Linked DNA regions of Mus musculus: region 1 is linked to region 2. Evidence: chromatin contacts called from public Hi-C data. All regions are on one chromosome and are shown on one strand. Each heading gives the region's core, a stretch centred on a gene start, on an enhancer-like site or on the middle of the called end of the contact. The rest is flanking DNA. Distances are from core to core; before and after follow the strand shown. Region 1 holds the start of Cul5 (cullin 5). Region 2 holds the start of Alg9 (asparagine-linked glycosylation 9 (alpha 1,2 mannosyltransferase)).

Region 1 (5,413 bases), core at 1,113-3,612, 2.9 Mb after region 2:
TATACTAGTCCAACAAAAAATATGCTAATTTGGCCACTCCCCAGTAAGCTCTATAGCTACTCAAGGTAGTAACAGCCCTGAATTTAATAATCCCATATATTAAATCATAGACAGACCCTGGCTGGTCCTCACATATTCCAAAGACAAACTTCAGTCTCCCCATTTTATGATTAGTACTTTTCAAAATATGAGTATTTGGAATCCCTCTCCCCAAAAGTTCCAACAACTAAAATAGGTAAATGTTTGACAATGTAGAGATAACAGAATCAAATGTCTGTTTATTATGTCCTTCATATTACAACAGTACTAGCTATAGAAAATCAGACTATCAGCCAGGCCTTGTGGGGAACACCCAGAATCCTCTCTTAAGTTCAAGAGCAGCCTGGTCTACACAGTGAGTACCAAGATCAGGTAAAGCTACAAAGATCTTTTTGAAAATTCCTATTTCTGGCATCTGACTTCACTCAGTTGGTTACTGGTCTTTCCAGTATATTGTCATGAAGTTACAGTACTTCTTTTTCTCTCTTGCTTTGAGTCAGGCTCTAATGACAGCCCTGACTGGCCTGGATTCAGAGATCAGCCTGCCTCAGCTTCAAAAATGTTGGGACTAGGGCTGGTGAGATGGCTCAGTGGTTAAGAGCACTAACTGCTCTTCCTAGGTCCTGAGATCAAATCCCAGCAACCACATGGTGGCTCACAACCATCTGTACAGCTACAGTGTACTCATATACTTAAATAAATCTTAAAAAAAAAAAAAAAAGAGCGTTGGGACTAAAGGTATGTGCTACCATATTGGAATGCAGAGCTTTAAAAATCATCCTAGTTATCTTTACTCCTAGCTGGGTCAGGTAGGCCTTTTCATTCCCCTCAGCCTCAGTGTAGACAATGGATTTCTGTGACTTCAAGGCCAGCTAGGTTACACAGCAAGTTCTGGCAAGACGGGTCCAATGAGACCCTTTTTTAGGGGGGAGGGAGCATTATCTATTATTATCTATTATTATTATTATTAATTCACACAGCCTGCGAACATAGTGTTTATGTCCCCTCAGGTAATCACTAGTCCCATATTTCAGTTAGTAAGTTCAGGTCAGAATTCTTACTAAAAAACACAAACTCGCCTCAATTGTCTTCCTCAATCCTCATTTTTTTAGAGATGATTCTACATAACCTGCTCGCCCTGGGACTCTCCTGGCATTTACAACTTTTCAATGCTTTCTTTAAATGAAAACTTTTCTACACCCTAAAAGGATGGACAGCAGCACTTGATCGGGTGCCATCGATGTCCTATAAGGGAGGTCAGGATTGGGAGACAGTTCCTCAAGGGACAGAGAAAAGGTGGAAATAGACGGCCAGGCGTGAGAGAACTGGTGGGAAGGTGTGACATTCAGAGAAGGGAGGAAAGAGGTGAAGTGGCAGGCAGGCACTGCTGTCTAACTCACAGTTCCTGCAGAGTGCGAACAGAAATTAAGGAATGGGGTTGGGGGAGCATGGGGGGACCAGCCATTGAAACCTGCTAGGCAGCATTTTGCTGGGATTTTTTTCCCCTATTATGTCTTTGACACTCCATTCAGAAGGGACGGGCCCCAAGAGTCACAATGATGGGTTGGTGCGGCCCAGCGACACTGCTCTCGCTCCCAGCCGGGGTTGGTCCCTTGAAAGCATCGCTGCGAGTCGGTGAGCCGGCGGGAGGAACCCACCAGGTCCTCTGGACCCCCGAGGCCAGGGCCCGGCGTCGGGGTGCTCGGGCAACAGCCACCCCGGCTCATTCCGGTGGACAACCCCGAACCGCTCTCCTCATACACATCTTGCCGCTCCCACGGAGCCCGGTCCTTCCCCGGGAGCCGAGCGCATCGATGGCCGGGCAAAAGCCCGGCTGCAGCCGGGGGGACTTACCTTTAACAGATTAGACGTCGCCATGTTCTCAACTTGGACTCTCGCGAGACGGGGCGAGACTTGGCGGCGCTCGGGGCCAGGCCTCCTCGAGAGGCCGGGGTTCCCAGCAGGACCCCGCAGGCCGCGGCGGGGGATGCGGGGGACGCCGGAGCGGCGTGCCGTCAGCGCCGAGCTCGTCCCGGGCAGCCGTGCTTCCTCGGGCTTTCCAGCTACATGGTCACCCCGGCCTGCCCACGCGAGAGAGCGCATGCAAACGCTTGAGGAGACGCGAGCGGCGAATGGTGGGAAGGGACCGGGAGCCGACCAGACCGGGAAGAGGTAGTAGCCACTTCCTCGGGCCTCCCCAGCTCGCCTTCGCTTCTGCCGCTGGGCTTGCACCCGCTTGGGCCGCCGGCAACGACTTTATCTCGGCTTAGGGCCCGCACCTCAGGGTCCGTGGCGGCGTCACGTGACGCGGCGGGCGGGGGCGTGCTCGGGAGCAACCCAGGCGACAGCAAGCCACTGGGTCCCGAGGCCCGCGCGGAGGGTGCGAGCGCGCCCTCTGCTGGCTGGAGCCGGCGCAGCCCTCACGCGCTCGCCCCAGATCGGAATGGCTATTCAGAGCTCAGGATTAGATTAGCCTGGAAGGCTTCTTACTGCTGTCCTCAGGAAATGCTGACTGAGAGAAGGCGCCCAGTCAATTAATAAATGATGCACAAACGTACTGTTATTCCTATAAACAAAAAAAAAAACCCTGCTTGTTCAAGAAGTGATTGTTAATCTTGGGTTCCTTAAGACATATCCTAGAGCACCCTATAGTATTTTCTCCAAATTGCATCGCTTCTGATCACGAATCTCTGATCAAGGGAAGAGAATGTAATTTATACAGGGATCTCTCAGGTTAGCTGTTATTTAATGCATTATGCAAGTTCCTAATACTACCCTTTGGGGGTTTTAGTTGCTTGGTTGGTTGGTTGGATTGGTTTTTGACAGTTTCTCTATGTAGCCCTGGCTGTACTGAAACGCCATCTGTAGACCAGGCTGGTCTTGAACTCGGAGAGTGGAGGTAGGTGCCTCTGCCTCCCAAGTGTTGGGATTAAAGGTGTGGGAAACCACCACCTGGTATCAAATTTGTTTCTTTGAAACTCATCTCTCACTGTCCAACAATTTTAGTCTCAGTACTCAAAGCAGAGGCAAGAGGATCTCCGTAAGATTGGGGACAGCCTGGTCTACAGAGCAAGTTTCAGAACAGCTAGGTCAAAAAACCCAAGAAAACAAAAGTTTCTCAAACGTTGCTAGTGCATTCTTTATATTAATATAACCTGGGGTGCTACTTAGAAAAGCAGACTTTCAGGCTCCACTCTGAAGGATTTTATTTCATATATTATGCCTGAAAACTCCTTTTGCCCCAAGCATTCCAGGTAGCTATGTTTAAAGAAGACTTTCTATGTATTCTTGGATGGCCAGGAATTCTGTATGTAGACCAAGTTGACCTAGAACTCTAGAGTTCTGCCTGCCTCTGCCTCCAGAGTGACTGGTGGGATTATAGGTATACGCCTCCCTCGGAAAAGGCCAAGAGTTCTTTATATCTGCTTCGTGCTGGGTGTGGTGGAGCATGCCTTTAATCCTAGCACACTCTTAAGTTCCAGGCCAATTAGAGCTATAAAGTGAGACCCCTATCTAAACAATATAGCACTTAAAGTGAGTTAAGATTTGCTACTTTAGGACTGAAGAGATAGCTCAGTGGTTAAGAGCACTGACTGCTCTTCCATAGGTCCTCAGTTCAATTCCCAGCAACCACATGGTGGCTCACAACCATCTGTAATGGGATCCAATGCCCTCTTCTGGTGTGTCTGAAGACGGCTACAGCGTACCCATATGCATAAAATAAATAAATCTTAAAAAAAAAATCTGCTACTTCACAATGGGCCTTAGTTATCTTGTTTGTGAAATTAGTATTAAAACATCTATAGCATAGTGCTATGGCAAAAATTAAATGTAAAGGCTAGAGAGATGGCCCAGTATACTCACATACATTAAAAATAAAATAAAATAAAAAGGGTATCATAGTCCATTAAAAAAATAAAAATGACAAAACCGGGTGTGGTGCCGCTCGCCTTTAATCCCAGCACTTGGGAGGCAGAGGCAGGTGGATTTCTGAGTTCAAGGCCAGCCAGGGCTACACAGAGAAACCCTGCCTCAAAAAACACAAAACAAACAAACAAACAAGACATGATTCTATTCATTTTTGGTTTTGTTCTGTTGTTTTTCACAACAGAAAGATTTCTCTGTGTAGCTCTGACTCTCCTGGAACTCGCTCTTTAAACAGGATGGCCTTGAACTCGGAGATCTGCCTGCCTCTGTCTCCTGAGTGCTGGGATTAGAGTTTGCCACCACCTCAGCTGATTCCATACATTTTAATAGATTAATTACTGAATGCTGGAATTTATCACTCATGGCAGAAACCTTAAGTATTAATTAAACATTGTGAAAAGAACAGTGAAGAAGAAAAAAAAAGCCAAGGATGCAAAAATAGAAGGGAGAATAGTCCAGAGAGATGACTCGGGTAAAAAAATATACCGGCTGTCTGGAAAGATCCAGTTCTGTGGGGGATCTAATGCTTCCGGCCTCCGAGGGACTCTGTACTCACATACATATACACAGAGAGATACACATACACACAACACACATGTAAGTATGTTAATTTTGACATGCCATGACTAGCTCAAAGATTGGGCACTCCTAAACTTTCCCCTGCTAGTAAACACTCCCGTCTGGTACTCCTGAGACTCCTAAACCTTCCCATGCTTCCCGGGTAGCCAGTGGCCACTTACCCAACTTCTTGTACGAACAAGGCAAAGCTGTTTGGCCTTGCTCTCTTGCTGTTCTTATATCCAGTCCTTCCTCTCTTCCTCTAGTCTGGTTATCTAGCCCTTGCAATTCTCCAGGTCCTGCCCTCTCTCCATTGGCCCAGCCATTGTAAGGCAAGTCTTTATTACCAATCAGAGCCAGCTGGGGGCAGACTTTCTTTACAAACGGAGAACACCAGCCAATACAGTTTCTAAGCTTTGAACTTTAACCTCGGCATCTTGAGTCTCATTAGCCTCCATCCTCCTTTTAGGAAGAAATGTTTCAATCAAGGAGTAGCCACACAACCTGCCACCCCTCCCTTTGGCTTATATTCTTTCCATCCTTACTTCTATGATGCTTTCTGAGCTTATTGGGAGGCACGGGTGGTAATTGTAGGTACCCAGTTATTTTTTTCCATGGGAAGCTGAACACCGGGCCACTCTGCCACAGCCACAGTTAATTCTCAGGAGGTTAGCTAAGTGGTTAACGAGTCTCTGCAGTACACTGCAGGAAAGGAAATCCCTCCACGACAAACTAGGCTGACAGCTGCAGTAATTATGTGTATAATCACAAATGTTTAAAAGGCAATTTACAGCTGGGCGTGGTGGCGCACGCCTTTAATCCCAGCACTTGGGAGGCGGAGGCAGGCGGATTTCTGAGTTGGAGGCCAGCCTGGTCTACAAAGTGAGTT
Region 2 (4,774 bases), core at 1,085-3,584:
CATAGTGAGACCTTGTCTTAAAAAACCAAACCAGGTGGGGCAGTCTCTGGATGGCCATTCCTTCAGTCTCTGCTCTATACTTTGTCTCTGTATCTCCTCCCATGGGTATTTTGTTCCCCCTTCTAAGAAGGACTGAAGTATCCACAGTTTGGTCTTCCTTCTTCTTGAGTTTCTTGTGTTTTGTGAATTGTATCTTGGGTATTCTGAACTTTGGGCTACTATCCACTTATCAGTGAGTGCATATCATGTGTGTTCTTTTGTGATTGGGTTACCTCACTCAAGATAATATCCTTCAGATCCATCCATTTGCCTAAGAATTTCATGAATTCATTGTTTTTAATAGCTGAGTACTCCATTGTGTAAAATTTTCTGTACACATTTTCTGTATCCATTCCTCTGTTGAGGGACATCTGGGTTCTTTCCAGCTTCTGGCTATTATAAATAAGGCTGCTATGAACATAGTGGAGCATGTGTCCTTACTACATGTTGGAGCATCTTCTGCGTATATGCCCAGGAGTGGTATGGCTGGACTGCCCCACCTGGGGATCCATCCCATATACAATCACCAAACCCAGACACTATTGCAGATGCCAACAAGAGCTTGCTGACAGGAGCCTGATATAGCTGTCTCCTGAGAGGCTCTGCCAGTGCCTGACAAATACAGAAGTGGATGTTCACAGCCATCCATTGGACGGAGCACAGGTTCCCCAATGAAGGAGCTAGAGAAAGGACCCAAGGAGCTGAAGGGGTTTGCAGCCCCATAGGAGGAACAACAATATGAACTAACTTGTACCCCCAGAGCTCCCTGAGACTAAACCACCAATCAAAGAAAACACGTGGTGGGACGTGGGACTCATGGCTCTAGTTGCATATGTAGCAGAGCATGGCCTAGTTGGTCATCAGTGGGAGGAGAGGCCCTTGGTCCTGTGAAGGTTCTATGCCCCAGTGTAGGGGAATGCCAGGGCCAGGAAGCAGGAGTGAGTGAGTTGGTGAGCAGGGGGAGGGGGATTTTCAGAGGGGAAACCAGGAAAGGGGATAACATTTGAAATGTAAACGTAGAAAATATCTAATAAAAAACAAACAAACAAACCAACCAAACAAAAATACCCCTTCAGACTGGTGGCTGGTGACTTTATTGTAGTTCAGCTTTTTGATCCTGAGAAAAAAACAAACAAAACAAGTACTTCAATATATACACCACACTTTCAGTTCCTCTTTCTGACTTTGTGGAATTTATGAGCGTTTTATCACATGTGTTACACATTTGGGATTAACATCATGATACTGCTATCTTTCATCATTGGCTATTGAAGTCAGAGAACCCTAAGTGTCAGAGCTAGGCTTGACATTTGGGCCTGTCTGACCAAAGCGCTTCTCTGCTCACATCCTTACTGTTCTTTCCTTAGTCTTCATCAAAGGCTACATAAGGATACACGTGTGTTCTACTGGTTGGATGTGGGCTTGGTAATTAATGACTGTGTGTGGGAACTGGTGTATATGATCAGTCTCCATTTTTACGATGTAGGAAGTGGCATTATAACCTTTTGTTTAACTCTGTCAAGCTCAATGTTCCCTCTAGAATCCTGTATGCATTTCTACTGGTAGGCAGCACTGCTGTCAGGATTGGGTGAGCAATCTGCTGGAGTTGTCTTTGTAAAGGGTCTCTGTGAAAGGCCCCTGAAACCAAGTCTGGACGCCCCCCCCCCCCCTTAAAAAAAAAACCCGCTTCCAACAAGAGCTTCTCTTTTCTATTTTTTCCTTTCCTTTCCTTCTCTTTTCTTTCTCTTTCTCTCTCTCTCTTTCTTTTTTTGTTGTTAATGTAGTGAGAATAGTATGTGTTTGTAAAGGATTCTCAATTGGAATATAGCTCCTCCATTTATTACCCAAGCAACTTTGGACCTTGGTTTCCTTAGCAGTAAAGGCAAGGAGGCAGAGAGAATTAAAAAGCATGTATGAAAAAAAACCAAAAACAAACAAAAAAATCACCTCCAGCCAGCCGTGTTGTAGCAACGTCAGTGACATCTGCCTGCTTGAACGATCTGCGTAGCATTTCTTCAGGTTTTCACTTCTCAGTCTGAATCCTGGCCTCACTGGTTTGTCTCTTAGGAACTATTAGCTGCCTCCATCTCTCTCAACAAGACAAGGCAAGGTGTTAAATGTTAAAGCAACCTTTTAGAGACCTCTCCTTGGGTAGGCAGCTGTGCTATACCTCCACACACTACTACACTGTAGCGTTGGCAAGATGGAGTGCTGAGAAGTGGAGGAAGCAAATTATAAAGGAAGGACGAAATACCCAGAGTCAGAAGTAGGAGAGCAAGCGAAATCTGCCGTTCCGGCCTTCGCCTCAATTGGTCCATTGGCACAGTATTTCAGTTTTTATTGCGCATGTCGAGGCGTTTTGTCCCTCGGCGGACACCGTTTTCCAGCCAAGCAATGTCTGCGCCTTCGCCGATTTCGTAGCGTGCCGAGTTCTATCCTTTCCCCGACGCTGGGCATGGCGAGCCGAAGGGCCCGGCAGCGCCTCAAGGGTGGCGGCGGCGGTGGCGGCGGCGGTGGGGATGCGGGCCCGGCGGCGGAGAAGCTGGAACAGCTCGGCAGCCGGGAGGCAGGCGCAGAGCCGCGGCCAGAGTACGTGTGCGGTCGGAGGGCGTGGCCGGCGGGTGGGTCGGGCGGCTCCGGGGGTCTCCTCCAGGGCTCTGGCTCACCCGGAGGTCTCCGCGGGGGCTCTGGCTCACCCGGGGGTCTCCGCGGGGGCTCTGGCTCACCCGGGGGTCGGCTCCCCACCGGGCCTCTGCGCTCACCCGGGGGTCGGCTCTCCGTTGCGAGCTGGGGCTCTTTGCCTGGGGTCTGCTCTTTGCTGCGAGCCGTGCGGCTTTGCTCCTCGCCGGGGGTCTGCTTTCCGCCGGCATCTCGGCTGCCACCCGGCGCTCTTACTCCTGCCCCTCGTGGGAGCGTCCCACTTGGCGTCGATCATCGCCCCTCCGCAGCAGATCCCTGCATCTTTGCAGCCAGGGTCTGCCATGCTTCGGGTTCAAGTCCACACGAGCAGGCTTCGTGCTGGTAGAGTTAGCAGAACCTCTGTGAGAGCCCTTGGTATGCCTTTTACATCTGAGTCTCACTGCGGTTTACTGTTTTCTCCCTCCCTCTAGGCTTCCAGCCCTAGAACCCCTCAGCCTCGCAGCCGGTAGCCTGTAGGTTAGGTCTGCGTTAAAGTGGCTGTTAGTATATGGGAACAGAGGCGGTCTGCACGTGCGTCTTATATTAAGCCTCATTCATTTGAAGGAGGAGGGAAGAGATAAAGCCATGACAAGGAATGACTTTAAGGAAGAAATGGAGAGAGAGAGAGAGAGAGAGAGAGAGAGAGAGAGAGAGAGAGAGCACTGTGGTCTTCATGCGAGTGATTAGTTGGCTTGAGGTGAAACAGGCCAAGGTGTATGAATTAGTGTGTACCTTAGAAGCAGGAAGTGGACGGTGCGATTGGAAACGCAATTCCTTATTCACTCTCAAGGATAACAAAGCCTTAGTTCTTTTAGGTGAATGGTTTTATTGCGGCGCTGTCTTTTGCCATTCCTGTCTTTCCTGTCTGGGTTTTAGTCTTCCCTAGCAGGACCTTCCTGATAAGACGATTGATTTTGCTTTTTCCTTCTGGGCAGGTCTGGAAATAAAGCAGGGCAAGTCTGGGCCCCTGAAGGATCCACTGCTTTCAAGTGTCTGCTCTCAGCGAGGTTGTGCGCAGCCCTTCTGAGCAACATCTCGGACTGTGATGAAACATTCAACTACTGGGAACCAGTAGGTGATCTCGTTAGCTGGGCTTTAGTTTTTGCAATCCTAGGGATCTAACCCATGGTTTTGGGCATTTGAAGCAATACTTTATCAGTGGGCTACATCCCTCGCCCCTAGTTCTGGGATTTTGGCCTTTGATCTTGATTTGGTACTTAGGACAAATTAAACATGTAGAATGTAAGTGTGGAAAATATTAAAATACATTGTTTTCATTTTTATATCTTAAAAACTGTTGGTTTATGGTTGTAAGGAGGATTATAGTTCACATCCCAGCAGCTCAAATTTAGGCGACTTCAGCTCCAAGACAAAATATGACAGCCCAGCGTGGTGGCCCATGCCTTTAATCACAGCACTCTGGAGGCAGAGGCAGGCAGCTCTTATGAGTTCTAGGCCAGCCTGGGTTACACAGAGAGACCCTGTCTCAAAATAGAACTAATCTGATGTCCTCATCTGGTCTCTAGGCACACAAATGTATACCTACACTCATGCAGATATACTCGCAAATAAAATAGGTCTTAAAAGAAAGCCCATATTGTTGATTTAATTACTATTAAAGTCTATGACCTTTAGCTGGTATACTCAAAGGTGATATTTACAATTATCTTTTAAATGGTTTTGCAAGTCTAAGTAATACTTGTGGGTATAGGTTTTAAAGCTAATGATTACTCCAAAACTTGAGGGAAATAAACTTAGGCATTTTCCTCAGGTCAGTCCCATTTCTTAGACAGAAGCCACATTCTTCCACCTTTCTAAGTTTATTTCTTCTTATGTTTGCCAAAATTGTTGTGCTGGCTAGTTTTATGTCAGCTTGACACAGGCAGTCATTAGAAAAGGAGGGAGCCTCAACTGAGAAGATGCCTCCATGAGACCCAACTGTAGGGCAAGTCTGTAGGGCATATTCTTAGTTAGTGTTTGATGGGGGAGGGTCCTGCCTACTCTGGGTGGTGCCATCCCTGGGCTGGTGGTCCTGGGTTCTATAAGAAAGCAGGCT

What was found. Hi-C and Micro-C count contacts between places; a contact is called where the count stands out from the background.
Region 1: a Hi-C map of B cells shows a contact between it and region 2, with 6 read pairs. The contact joins the promoter of Cul5 here to the promoter of Alg9 in region 2. A contact is called at or near these places in 2 of 39 promoter capture datasets (erythroid cells and liver), 1 of 484 Hi-C or Micro-C datasets (B cells) and 1 of 115 datasets of contacts at active chromatin or transcription factors (astrocytes).

The regions. Positions count from the first base shown.
Region 1 is chr9:53,665,145-53,670,557 of GRCm38.p6, forward strand. It overlaps Cul5 (cullin 5), which reads right to left and starts at 2,363. Exons shown (of 19, transcript NM_027807.4): 1 at 1,894-2,363. The coding sequence starts at 1,917. It overlaps Gm16124 (predicted gene 16124), which reads left to right and starts at 1,949. Exons shown (of 2, transcript NR_166653.1): 1 at 1,949-2,211.
Region 2 is chr9:50,772,891-50,777,664 of GRCm38.p6, forward strand. Alg9 (asparagine-linked glycosylation 9 (alpha 1,2 mannosyltransferase)) reads left to right here and starts at 2,335. Exons shown (of 15, transcript NM_133981.2): 1 at 2,335-2,628; 2 at 3,654-3,789. The coding sequence starts at 2,495. It overlaps Gm38476 (a long non-coding RNA gene), which reads right to left and starts at 2,649. Exons shown (of 3, transcript XR_379372.3): 1 at 1,987-2,649; 2 at 1,108-1,156.